Regions from separate parts of the Ovis aries genome. Here region 1 is linked to region 2. Evidence: chromatin contacts called from public Hi-C data. All regions are on one chromosome and are shown on one strand. Each heading gives the region's core, a stretch centred on a gene start, on an enhancer-like site or on the middle of the called end of the contact. The rest is flanking DNA. Distances are from core to core; before and after follow the strand shown.

The links. Hi-C and Micro-C count contacts between places; a contact is called where the count stands out from the background.
Region 1: a Hi-C map of hypothalamus shows a contact between it and region 2, with 2.7 times the contacts expected there. The contact joins two enhancer-like sites. A contact is called at or near these places in 2 of 16 Hi-C or Micro-C datasets (hypothalamus and muscle).

What each region holds. Positions count from the first base shown.
Region 1 is chr20:49,654,775-49,661,133 of ARS-UI_Ramb_v3.0, reverse strand. It overlaps BPHL (biphenyl hydrolase like), which reads left to right. Exons shown (of 6, transcript XM_027958683.3): 4 at 776-929. Among named protein-coding and RNA genes, the nearest start is that of BPHL, 12 kb to the left of the region's middle. Within about 2 kb of position 3,598, at least 6 of the 54 cell types and tissues checked have an H3K27ac peak or open chromatin away from gene starts, as enhancers often do. A contact at or near this core is called in hypothalamus, where this site is marked.
Region 2 is chr20:49,351,899-49,358,745 of ARS-UI_Ramb_v3.0, reverse strand. PXDC1 (PX domain containing 1) reads right to left here. Exons shown (of 5, transcript XM_027958671.3): 2 at 4,232-4,323; 3 at 3,740-3,857. Among named protein-coding and RNA genes, the nearest start is that of PXDC1, 21 kb to the right of the region's middle. Within about 2 kb of position 2,440, at least 10 of the 54 cell types and tissues checked have an H3K27ac peak or open chromatin away from gene starts, as enhancers often do. A contact at or near this core is called in hypothalamus, where this site is marked.

The sequences.
Region 1 (6,359 bases), core at 2,349-4,848, 300 kb before region 2:
CTTTGTGGGCCTGCCGTGGTGCGTGTGCGTGAGCCCATGCACGTTAGGAGATGACTTGCTGTGTCATGGGGGATGCAGGGTGGGGCCAGCGCATGCCCCGCAGGAGGCGCACTGGTTTACAGTCCTGTCGACAGTCGTCTCAGACACACAGTTAACTTACTTTCCCAGCCGTCCAGTTTTTAACTGCTCGGGAGCGTCTCTCAGGTGTACCCTCTGTCCGTTTACCCCGTCAAGCGCATTCTTGGAGCCTGGCCGACTCACCCAGAGGTTCAGTAGCACCCCCCACCCTCACCGCTGTGTCTCCTCTGTCCCAGGCTTCCTCCTGGGGCCGGTTCTTCCCAAAGCTGCAGTCAGTGACTTGGCCAGAGGCAGTGGCTCCAGCCCTCCAGCAGCTCTCAGGAGGCCCTCTCTGATCTGCAGACCTGTCCTCAGCGTCTTCACTCAGGCCTGTGTGGACGCACACACGTTGTCACGACCAAGCAGAGCTGATTTCCGCTGTGTCCTCCTCCGGGAGATGTGCACCCTGAAGATGTAGCTCCCTCCCGATTCAGAACAGTACTGGATGCTGTACGCATGCCTAGGCGTCTGTGGCAGCGGCCTTCCCACCGCAGCAGACTGAGCGGAGACGTTTATGTCACAGATCGTGGGCTCCAGGGTGTCTCTCTGATGACCCAAGGACACGCCACAGCTGTGTCAATCCAGGCATTATTGATCTCAGGTTCTCTCCACAGCTAAGAGCCCTAACCGTGCTGTGCGTTTTGCTGTGTTTGTCCAGACGCTGAAGTTTAAGCAGGTCTCTTTGCTGGGGTGGAGCGACGGGGGGATAACAGCCCTCATCGCGGCCGCACGGTACCCCTCGTATGTCAGCAAGATGGTGATCTGGGGGGCCAACGCCTACGTGACTGAGCAGGACACAGAGATTTACCAGGGTAGGTCCTCTGCCCGGCCCTGCTTGGATGTGTGTTGACAGGTGATGGAAATATGAAGCGTTCTCAGCAAAGTCGGCCACTTCAGGCTGCGTTTTAAAGTTTCCTGCTTCCGGAAGTGACACTCAGGCAAAGGCTGATAAGTCAGTGTTTACATTTCCTGCTGTGCTGGTGACCCTCTGGGAAGGAGGGGGTTGACGTGAAGTGTAAGCTGCAGCCTCATTCAGGCGCCCTGAGTGTGGAAGGGAGCAGTGCACTCCGGTGGGAAACCTTAGTTTTGATGAGAAACTCTTGTGCTGCTCACACTTTCTGAGGTCGTCCTTCAGGCTTACTGTGAGGACTTTTAGAGACACAGAGCAGGGGCTGGCAGATGCAGCCGCGGGCCCGGCCACGGCCTGTCTGTGTCCCGCTGAGGCTCCAGTGCACGCAGCCGGCACTGTGGGTGCCAGGGACTGGCTGGGGTCCCTGCCCAGGCCCCGTGCAGGCGGCTGGCTTGCTCACCAGGCCCCCAGTCAGGGCATCCAGCTGCCAGCTCAGGAGCTGCTCAGCCCTCAGCAGCCGCACCTTCCCCAGTGACCCCAGCCCCGCCCCGTGGCTGTCCCTCCTCTCCCAAACCATTTCCCCAGTTTGTCAGAGTTTAACAAAACACAAAAAACCCTCCTTGGGGGGTTCTCCTCACTGAGTGGGTGTCCACCCACCCACTTACTTCTGCTCCTCCTCCTCCCCCAGCTTCTTCCCCCTCCCCTCCCCCCTCCTCCCCCCTCCCCTCCACTCCCCTCCTCTCCCCTCCCCCTCCTCTCCCCTCCCCCTCCTCTCCCCTCTCCCTCCTCTCCCCTCCCCTCCCCTCCCCTCCCCTCCTCTCCTGTCCCCTCCCCCTCCTCTCCCCTCCCCTCCCCCTCCTCTCCCCTCCCCCTCCTCTCCCGTCCCCCTCCTCTCCCCTCCCCCTCCTCTCCCGTCCCCTCCCCCTCCTCTCCCCTCCTCTCCCCTCCCCTCCTCTCCCCTCCCCTCCTCTCCCCTCCCCTCCCTCCTCTCCCCTCCCCCCCCCCTCCTCTCCCGTCCCCTCCCCCTCCTCTCCCCTCCCTACCCTTTAGGGACTGATTGAACTTTGTAGACTGAGTCTCCACTTCCCTGTTTTTATTCATCTCCATCTCAGCATTGCTGTGTGTAGGGTTCTGCATAATTTCTTAACCTTTTTCTTCCAATTTTCTAGTTGTTTCACTAGCTTTATAAAGATTCTGATCGCTTTGTGGTTTTTTGATTCGGTTCAGTTGCTCAGTCCTGTGTGACTCTTTGCGGCCCCATGAACCGCAGCCGGCCAGGCCTCCCTGTCCCTCACCAACTCCTGGAGTCCACCCAAACCCATGCCCATTCAGTTGGTGATGCCATTCAACCATCTCATCCTCTGTTGTCCCCTTCTCCTCCTGCCCTCAATCTTTCCCAGCATCAGGGTCTTTTCCAGTGAGTCAGCTCATCGAATCAGGTGGCCAAGTGTTGAAGTTTCAGCTTTAGCATCAGTCCTACCAGTGAACACCCAGGACCTATCTCCTTTAGGGATGGACTGGTTGGACCTCCTTGCAATCCAAGGGACTCTGAAGAGTCTTCTCCAACACCACAGTTCAAAAGCATCAATTCTTCTGTGCTCAGCTTTCTTTATAGTCCAACTCTCACATCCATACATGACCACTGGAAAAACCATAGCTTTGACTAGATGGTTTTTTGATTAGCAGCAAATAATTGCTTACCCTTAATCTGAAAAAATTTTGGGCTCCCAAATCACTGCAGATGTTGATTGCAGCCATGAAATTAAAAGACGCTTACTCCTTGGAAGAAAAGTTATGACCAACCTAGACAGCATATTCAAAAGCAGAGACATGACTTTGCCGACTAAGGTCTGTCCAGTCAAGGCTATAGTTTTTCTAGTGGTCATGTATGGATGTGAGAGTTGGACGGTGAAGAAAGCTGAGTGCCGAAAAATTGATGCTTTTGAACTGTGGTGTTGGAGAAGACTCTTGAGAGTCCCTTGGATTGCAAGGATATCCAACCAGTCCATTCTGAAGGAGATCAGCCCTGGATATTCTTTGGAAGGAATGATGCTGAAGTTGAAGCTCCACCTCATGCAAAGAGCTGACTCATTGGAAAAGACTCTGATGCTGGGAGGGATTGGGGGCAGGAGGAGAAGGGGACGACAGAGGATGAGATGGCTGGATGGCATCACCGACTCGATGGACGTGAGTTTGAGTGAACTCCGGGAGTTGGTGATGGACAGGGAGGCCTGGCGTGCTGCGATTCACGGGGTCGCAAAGAGTTGACAACTGAGTGACTGAACTGAACTGAAAACAAACAAAATAAATGGTGAGCATAAACTGAGAATGCTTTCCTTCCGAGCTGTCCACTTGCTGCCCCTGGGAACCACTGATGGTGCCAGGGGAGGCCCAGTTTCATCCCCATTCAGCCGTGTCCGCCCTCCCCCAGCAAACAGTCACTCTTCCTCAAGGCAGCCCTGCATTCTAGCGGTCATACCAGTCTGCTGTGTTTTCAGGGTTCCTGCCTTTTATGCGCACACACGCACGCACTCATGCTCCTTTTCATCAACCACTGCAGACTTCAGCCGTGCAGCAGAAATTATATGTTATGAAAGAGCGCCTTGTTCATGGCAGGAGGGCCTGCGGCGGGTGTGGTCCGCTCCATGGCCAAGGGCAGAGCCACGGGTCCCGCGCCAGCTGTCCACATGCCCGCTCTCCCCTCGCCGTCCTCCCCTGCCGCCTGTTCTCCCCTCCCAGTCCCGTCCCCCACGCTCCCCTCCCCCCTCCACTCCCCTCCCCCGCCCTCCGAGCTCCCCTCCCAGTCCCCCCTCTGCTCCCCCTCCTCTGCTCCCCTCCCCCCCAGCACTCCCCTCTCCCCCCCAGCGTTCCCCTCCCCCGCCCCCCCGCCCTCCCCTCGCCCCTCCCCCTCTGCTCCCCCCCACGCTCCCCTCCCCCCCCCCCCCCCCCGCGCTCCCCTCTCCTCCCCCCCCCTCCGCCCCCCCACGCTCCCCTCCCCCCCCCGTCTCCCTCCCCCTCCTCCCCTTGGGGCCTTCCCCCGGCTCTCCCTCCTGTGCCCCCACTCCTTCCCCCTCTACTTCTCAGGCATCCCCGCTCCCATCCGAAGTCTCCTCAGGTCCACCCAGAGCAGTTCAGCGTCCTCAGCCTCTGGAATCAACCCCAGCACCCATCTGCAGGGTAGGGGAGCAGGAGGAGAACGGCAGGCACTCTCTGCTGGGCCGCCTGCCCCGGGCAGCAGTTCGAGCAGCCCACTCACCCCGCTCGTGCTGGGCCTCCAGGTGCCTGGCCCTGTCCCAGCCATCACAGGGGCAGCGCACCACGTGAGCCCTGCCAGTCCCGTCTTCAGGGCGGGTCATGCAGACGCAGCTCTGTACCTGAGGGGCGTGGTGAGCACTGTTCACTGTGCTCAGGAGCATCAGACTCTCCACAGAGTCACCGTGTTTTAAAGAAAAATGGAAAAACTGGGCTAAGGGATTGAATTCGCTTATCCATTCTGAAGCCATTTCCTTTCTGATCAGAGTCCTCTGTGAGACAGTTAGTAGTTAGAATTTCTCCAGCGTTAGAACTTGGAGCAAATGATTTTATGCATTTCTCAGTGTATGTAAATGCAATTCAGAAAAACTCTTGTAAGTAATCTCATTTTTACTCTGCTGACCCCAGTTAGGGGAATACCCGCTTCTGTCTTATACCTTTAATGGAAGCCATTACTTTAGATCTGATTTCGTTCCCTCAGTCAGAATCTGCTGGTGCCCAAGGGCCATCGTGGGGGACAGAACACAGCGGAACCCTGACATAGCGCTCAGCATTCACCCTGGATGCAGAAGCTGTGACTGTGCTGGGCAGCGGCACGGGGGGCTGGGGAAGGCCTGGCCGGCCGGGGTGGGGCCTGGCGAGCCACATGGAGAAGGGGCAGCTTGCCCACCAACAGAGCAGCCAGCGCCACGGCTCCAGGCGCGCTGCGCTTAGGGTTTTCACAGACGAGTTCTGGTCTGAGACTAAACCTATCCTTGCCCACACGGCTGTCTGTCTTCCAGGCATCCGGGATGTTTCTAAGTGGAGTGAGAGGGCGAGAAAGCCTCTGGAAGCCCTCTATGGGTTCGACTACTTTGCCAGGACCTGTGAAAAGTGGGTGGATGGCATAGAGCAATTTAAGCATCTTCCGGACGGTAGGTCACACAAGCCGCTTAACGGTCCTTTTGCTGGTTAGAGAGGCCAAGTGAGTTCCCCTGATGCTTGAGAGTTCCTCAGGGATTGACACGCTCGCCCACCATCCTCCACACTGACGCGTGAGCAGAGGGTAATCGTGTACAAAGGCAAGCTCTTGTGCCGCACACCCTCCTGGCATCAGAGACAGACGTGTACGGAGTTCACCTTGTTGAGTCTTGTAGCATGCTGGTCTTTTCCCCTTTGTCTCCAGAAGTCTCACATAGACGTCCCCCTTTTCACATCTAAAGGCATCAGCCCACTGCCACCTCTGTTACCAACAGGAGAGGAGGGGGTCTCTGTCATGACCTTTGGCCCCAGTAGAGTCAGGACAAGGAAAAGGGTACTCAGCCCTTTCCCATCTTCAGAGCGGCGGTGTCACTGCGGCCGGGACAGGTGTGTTCCAGTAACAAGAACTGGCTCCCTGAGGGGAGCTCTGAATTAAAGTCTGTTCTCAGAGCTGTTTTCATTTGTGATCTCTCATTTCTCTAATTGCCAAAAGAATAGAAAGTAGGTGGGCTCGGACCTTGAAACACATCAGTTACCAAACAGTTATGATTCAGGGCCCAGTTTTGTCTCCTCAGTAGCCACTTCCAGAATGAGTCATCTGTCAGAACTTTCATAATGAGAAAGACGTTTGGAAATGTTACTATTTTGCTGTAAGTTCAGAACAAGTATATCCTGTTCAAACACAGTATCCACCCATAGAAACAGGCCCTTGAAATATGTTTCAGGAGGCTGGAAAGACAAGCCACAGGCAGGAGTGACTGTTTCCCAAAGGACAGGGGCCCGGGGCTTGTGGGGTCTTCGTTCCCCGACCTGGGATGGAACTCCCCTGCAGTGGAGGTGCAGAGTCCTAACCTCTGGACCGTCAGGGAAGTCCCTGCAAAACACTCTTAAAAGTGAACAGTAAGAAAACAGCCTAATTAAAATGCAGACCAAACAGTGAGATCCCGCTACACACCTCTTAGAACAGCTGCTCAGAGGAATTGTAGGGCAATGAAAGCACTCTGTGTGGTATCATGGTGCCATATCCGTGTCATCCCACGGTTGTCCAAACCCACAGCGTGAGAACCGTGGACGCGGGGTGGTGATGACGTGTCTGCTGTAGCAGACGTCTGATGGGGGTGTTGGTGACGGGGGAGGCAAGGAGACAGCTGTGTGCCCGTGCCTGCCTTGCAATTCTGCT
Region 2 (6,847 bases), core at 1,191-3,690:
GGGGTCAGGGTTTGAAGTTCTGACATTTGGGGCTCACGCATCTCCTCTCGTCCTCCTCCTCCGGCTGACACTTCCTGGACTGCATGCCCAGCCCTTCCCTCAGCAGACCACAAACCCCAAGAACAGGCACCGGGGGCTGGGGTTGGGGGGCATTACCAGGGCAGCAGCTGCCTGAACGCTGGCTGGCCCCCAACTGCCAACCCTGGTCAGCAAGCCCCATGCTCAGGCCTTCCACCTACCTCACTTTAAAAACGTGCTTAAAAACACTCCAGATTCCTGCTTTCCCAAGGCACCACCGTCTTCCACGCAGGCCCTGACACACGTGGACAGCTCACAGCAGCATTCTCTGTCCCGGTCAGGCCACAGGACGCCCCGTGCTGCCATCTCGGCGGGCGTCTGATGCCCTGGTTGTCTGGGGCATCGTTTCCTTTTATTTCTTATACCATAACCATCATTTAGATTATTTTATCCCCATGGACAGATCTGCTCGTTTTAAACAAGTGAGACTGTAACTTCGTGTCTGCTTGTAATCGTTACAGGTATTTTAGGTACTCGCAGCTCAGTTTTCTCAGCTCCTCTCCGTAGGAAGACACTTAGGGAAACCACGCAAAAAGAAGGCAGGAAACTAGGCTTCCTTCTCCCGCTCCCAGGACCAAATGACTGTCCATCAGACAGATTTGCCAAGTAATGGCTGAAACTTCCTCCAACTTTCTGGAGAAGGGACAGCGCACATCTCAGTGGCCCTTCCAGGTGGGCCGTTGGACCTGCCCCCCGTGAGCGGCACCAACAAGCGCCTTGTCCTCGACCTCCTCTCCCGGTGGAGCCCCCCCAGACCCCACTGCCTGAGAAAGCTCGTGAGTCAGAAGAAGGAGCCGAAAACCAGAAAGAAGTCGGTGACTGTAACCGCCAAGGTCAAGGGCACCACCGGGTGCAAAGAGGAGGCTGACAAGTGCCTGAGTGGGCAGAGAGACCCACAGGGGACGGCTCCTGACAGCGGGGGCAAGACCCCCAACCTCACAGCTCGAAACGTGGGACAGCACAGAGCCACTCTTTCTTTTAAATTAAAAAACAATTGTTGGGGCCGCATCGTGCAGCTTCCCTGACTAGATTGACCCCAGCCCCCCTGCCTTGGGAGCATGGATCTTAACCACTGGACCACCGGGGAGCCCGCAGGACCACCTTCTTTTCTGCTTTTATTAACTGACTCAAATCTGCCCCAGGAAGCATGTAAAACCTCAGCGACCTCAGCACAGCCAGCTGACAACTCCAAATCCTCTCTCCCACCCCTCTCCAGGGGAACTGGGGGGGAAGATCCTACAAGCGAAAACAGCCAGCTGACAACTCCGAATCCTCTCTCCCACCCCTCTCCAGGGGAACTGGGCGGCGGGGGGGATCCTACAAGCGAAACAAACATAAGTGCTGCGAATAGCCACCTCACATAGGAACCTCCCGGTCTTTATTAGATGTGAGATTTGCAGTTCTGGAACACGGAATCTAGAAAGTGGAGCCAGACCCCGGAACACGTTGGTTGCAGACCATTCCTTAATGTCGGCGAAGAGAAGCCAGCTGGGCCTCCAGGGAACTCCAGGTCTACCACTTAAGCCTGTGAAGGAGGTTACTCTTTGCTGTTTTTTAGCCTGTCAAATAGGAGAAGGCAACGGCAACCCACTCCAGTACTCTTGCCTGGAAAATCCCATGGACGGAGGAGTCTGGTGGGCTGCCGTCTATGGGGTCGCACAGAGTCAGACACGACTGAAGCGACTTAGCAGCAGCAGCAGAAGCCTGTAAAATGGGAATAACAGTGTCTATCCTAAGGGGCACTTTTGGGGGGGGGCGTTAAATGAGATAGTTTTTATAAAGACTCTAACAAACGCTGGTGAAAATTAAGGCTGAGACTGTACAAATGCCTGGCTAATAAAAAGTTCGGAGAAGGCAATGGCACCCCACTCCAGTACTTTTGCCTGGAAAATCCCATGGACGGAGGAGCCTGGTAGGCTGCAGTCCATGGCGTCACTGAGGGTCGGACGCGACTAAGCGACTTCACTTTCACTTTTCACTTTCATGCATTGGAGAAGGAAATGGCAACCCACTCCAGTGTTCTTGCCTGGAGAATCCCAAGGACGGGGGAGCCTGGTGGGCTGCCGTCTATGGGGTCGCACAGAGTCGGACACGACTGAAGTGACTTAGTAGTAATAAAAAGTTAAATTATATTTCCAGCCTTCCCAAACCTGAATACTCTGGGTTTTGTGGCTGATATCAGTTCAAAGGTGTATGCTTCCTTTTAAGCTGCACAGCTTTCTTAGAGTTGGTAACAAGCTTTTAGATTAACATCGTGTGAAGAATGTTTCCGTTTCCATCGACTCAAAGCCTCGCCAAAGAGGCCAGAGCTCTTGCCACGACCAAGGCCCCGGGAGGCGGCTGGTCCTTAAGCCACGAGCGCCTGGCGCCACCTAGTGGAGGCCTGGCCCCCAGCCGGTCAGCCTGGAGGCCTGAGTGAGCCGAGGCAGGGCTGCCCCCCAGGCGGCGGCGCCTCCCGAGAGGCCACGTCAGAGAAGTCTGGGAGGAAAGGTGGTGAGCGCGGGCCAGGGCCCTTTCAGGAGCGAGGGGAATTTAGCAGGACCGGAGTGGACGTGCATGGGCGGGCTTGCGGGAGAGAGGAGACAGGCCCGGCGGGGAGGAGGCTGAAGGCCTGTTCCGAGCAGGGCTCCGCAGTGACGGGAGACCCTGCCGGGCCACATCCTGACCTGCCTAGGACCACAGGAAATCAACAAATCAATGAGACAGGAAGTCAGATCTGGGGTGGCCCACGTGGGTACTGACGACGTGTCCTGGGGGGAGGCCCGGCCTGGGGATCCCCGAGTCTGTGCACACCCCCAACACGGGCCGAGACTGGGAGCAGGGCGGCTCTCGGCGGCCAGGACCTCAGGGGCTGGCGGCGCTGCCGTAAGGAACCGTGTTATGGAAAGGACTCCTGAACTGACCCTCCTCTCGTCTGGATACGTCCAGTTCTCCATTCAGTGAATGACGAAGGTACATCTTACCTCCGGTGGGAGCACCCTCCCCGACCCTCAGGGCGTGGTCCCACAGGACCTCGCCCGGGCCCAGACAAGTTCCTGGGCTCCCGGGACACACCTCTCCCTACAAAACGCTCCTCAGAGCCTCGCCTGCAGCACCGAGGAGAGAGTCTGGTGCCACAGTGACGTGCGAAGCCTGGATTAGAGGAAGCTGCCAGTGGGCTGAGCCCCGGCTCCCCCTCGCTCCCCTGAGACCTGCAGGACAGCTGGCCATCTCCTCCCGCTGCTGACTTTTGCCAGAAGGCGCAGCCCAAGGCCCACACTGAGGAGCTACACACCGGGTGTCCCTTTCTGTCCCACCTGCCCTAAAGCCCAGAGCAAAGGCAATGCCGCGCAAGCTGAACTCGTATTTTTGCGCTTGGTGATGGATTCCAGCCATTCGCTTCAAGACGCCTCACTAATGCTTTCCTCATAGACCATTTCTTTTTTAAAAGTAAGTTCCGACTTATACACCTTTGGAAGCAGGCAGCGGGCAAGCAGCAGGCCAGCAGGGAGACGCGCACCGTTTCACAAGATCTGGAAGCAGCCCCTCCCCTCCGCTTCTGTCCTTCTTCGGGCCCCGAGGGGGGCAGGCGTGCCCAGCACGTGGACAGGGGCTGGGAAGGTCTCCGGGACCCTCGGCCGCGCTGCGCCCACACCACCCCGCGCCTCCCCCGCGCTCTCACCTGAGATCTTCACTGGACTCTGAAAGCTGGGCTGGATCTTATGCACGTTGTCATTCTTTAACACCTGATCCAGGGGCGATCTTTCGAAGAAGGTGAGCACGACTTCTGACCTGGAGTACTGGGGAGAAGCATGTTCCTTCCTACACATGTTCCTCCGGCTGGCGGGATGGCCTGGGCCACGTCCCCGCGCCCCGATCAGGGGCTCGGGGAGCTCGGGGGGCTCGGGGCCCAGGGAAGGCAGGATGGGGACCGTGGGAACAACGCAGGCCAGGTCTGCGCCGGCGTTTCACACATCCCCCTCACTTTCCAATAAACTGTGAGCCCCTGCTTCCGCTTCTTCCCAGGGGGAGAAAACACTGGAGCTCCCAGAGCCCAAGGAGGCGCCCTCTCCTTGGCTCCTGGCCCCGCCCCGCCCCCGACGCCTCCAGGAGGGCGCCTGCCACCCACCGGCCCACCCAGCGCCCTGCCCTGCCCTCCCGCCCACACCCCCACCTTGCGCGGCATGCTGATGATGGCCTTGAGAAGCTTCTCCACCTCGTTGAGCCTGGTCTCAATGTCATGGGCCTCCTTGATGGCGACCAGTCCTGGGGTCGAAGCAGAAAGGCCTCCATCAGAGGAGCAGACCAGGACATGGGCTCCCAAATTAAACACAGGCCAACAGGCCGCCTGCAGTGGGGACGCCACCCTGGGGTCGCCCTCCACAGAAGGGCACTCAGCCTCGCGTGGGCCCAGTCCTGCCCTGGGAGCCTGGTCCTCAGCCCCAGTCTGGGTCTCAACGACCCAAAGATGAAGGCACGTGCAGAAGAGGGGCCATCTGAAATCCACAGAGGCCCCAAAGGCCTCTCCGAGTGGGACAGGCAGGCCAGCTCCATCCACACCCTGCACAGTGGGCAGGGCCAGACCCTGGCCCCGCCAGTGTGTGTGGTGGCTGCCGCCAGGGAAGCTGCCCCTCCCCGCCCCCAGTGACACAGCTAAGGCGACCACAGGGCCTTTGGAAATGGAGCCTGTACTAGAGAAGTCATTTAGATGTGGGGTTAGAAGGGAAAAACCAGATCTTTACTCAGAGAAAACCAGCATGGGCATGACTCATGGCACCTTCCGGGAACCTGAGCTTTTACCCCTCATTCCAGCTACCAGACATCCTGACTGGCTACTAGAAAGCACAGTGTTTTGTCTTTAAAATACGAGAGCTAACAGGCGGGAGGAGAATGGGACGACAGAGGATGAGGTGGCTGGAGGGCATCACTGACTCGATGGACATGAGTTTGAGCAAGCTCCAGGAGTTGGTGATGGACAGGGAGGCCTGGCATGCTGCGGTCCATGGGGTCACAAAGAGCTGGACACGACTGAGCAGCTGAGCTGAACAGCACAGAGAGCTGGGGTGCGTTTCCGTCTCCCCGTGAGCCGTGCAGAGCGCCGACTTTCCCAGGACCGGCCCTTCACATCAGCTTCCCAGGAGCAACACGGATTCCCAGGACATTTCACGTGACCCGGGACTCAAACCACAGAGGCTGGCATCCCAGAACTACTTTCAGTCACTGAATCTCAGTTTTCAGAAGTCCCGGTTTTGTTAGATAGGAGAATGGTTGCTCATTTTGCAGGCAACTCACTAGATCCACATTGAGATAAAATTAACTTCCTAAACTGCCTGACTGAAATCCAGAGGCCCCTCGCATCAGCCGGAGTCGAGGATGTCCAGCCAAGGTCAGGAGCTGGTCCCTGAACTTCCTGGAGACAGACCGGTGCCCCTTCACCTGCTGACCCGGGGTCTTCCCCGCAGTGGCCTGTCTGGTCCTGACAAGCGCTCTCGGCCACGTGGGCCCAGGCAGCTGGCCGCAGACCCCAGACTCCGGTCCACACACCCTGCGCTGCCCGCCACGTGGTGCCCCAGCCGTTGGCAGAGAGACGGGGTTGAGCCACCCCTCTCTCCCAGGCTGCCCGCCCCACCGCCGCCTGGCAGGCTGGGGGCAGGAGGAAAGGAAGAAGCTACACCCGGGGCAGAGTCTCAGGGTCTCAGGACACATCCTCCCAGGCCTGCGTGCTTGTTTAGAAGTACACACACGGGGGGAGGGAAAGATGGCGGAGGAATAGGACGGGAAGACCACTTCCTCCCTCACAAATTCCTCAAAAGAACATTTCAACGCCGAGCAAACTCCACAAAACAACTTCTGTAGGCTGGCAGAGGACATCAGGCAACCAGAAAAGCAGACCGTTGTCTTCGAAAACAGGTAGGAAAAAATATAAAAGACGAGAAAGGAGACAAAGGAGGTGGGGAGGGAGCTCCGTCCCGGGAAGGGAAGCCCGTCCCGGGAAGGGAATTTGAAGAAGAGAGGTTTCCAAACACCAGGAAACACTCTCCCTGCCGAGTCTGTGGCGAGCCTTGGAAACACAGAGGGCAACATAACAGGAAGGAAAAATAGATAAATAATTAAAACCAAGAGATTACAAGCCCACCAGTAACTCCCCCAGCGGAAAAGCAGCACAGACGCCTGCATCCGCCATTGGGAAGTGGGGGCAGGGCAGGGACGCGCGGGAGGCGCGGGCTGCAGAGCTTTGCAAGAATCGGGCAGGAACGCCCCACGCACAACCAGAACGATCTAACTTGGGCTAGCAAACCAGACTGTGGGATAGCTACCACGCGAAAAGCTCGAACATTAGACACCGCCAGGACCGAGCACAGAACAAAGGACGGAATGGAAAAAGCCGGCTGCAGACCATCCCCCGCCGGGGGCAGGCAGCCAGAGCCGTAAGGACTGGAAAGGGGCAATTGCAGACCCGGAGAGACTTTACGTACCTAACTGCAAGCAGGCTCCTTTGCTAAGACTTCAGGGGGTGCTGGACAGTCACAATCTGCCCCACGGGGGGCGCCAGCGGTCCACCCAGAAAGCTGAGCACCAGCGGCAGAAAAGGTGACAAGCCTCGGCGATCGCGCTCGCCAAACTCCTGAGCTACTCGGACCTGGGAAGGGCACAAAGCGCAGTCCCAGCCGAATCTGTGCCTCTGAGGGCTGCCTGAGCACCGAACCTGAGCGGCTTGGACCGGGGAAGTGCACGCAGCCTAGGGCTGGCCCCAGACGGTTCCGGCTGAGCATCGTAGAGCCGGAGCAGT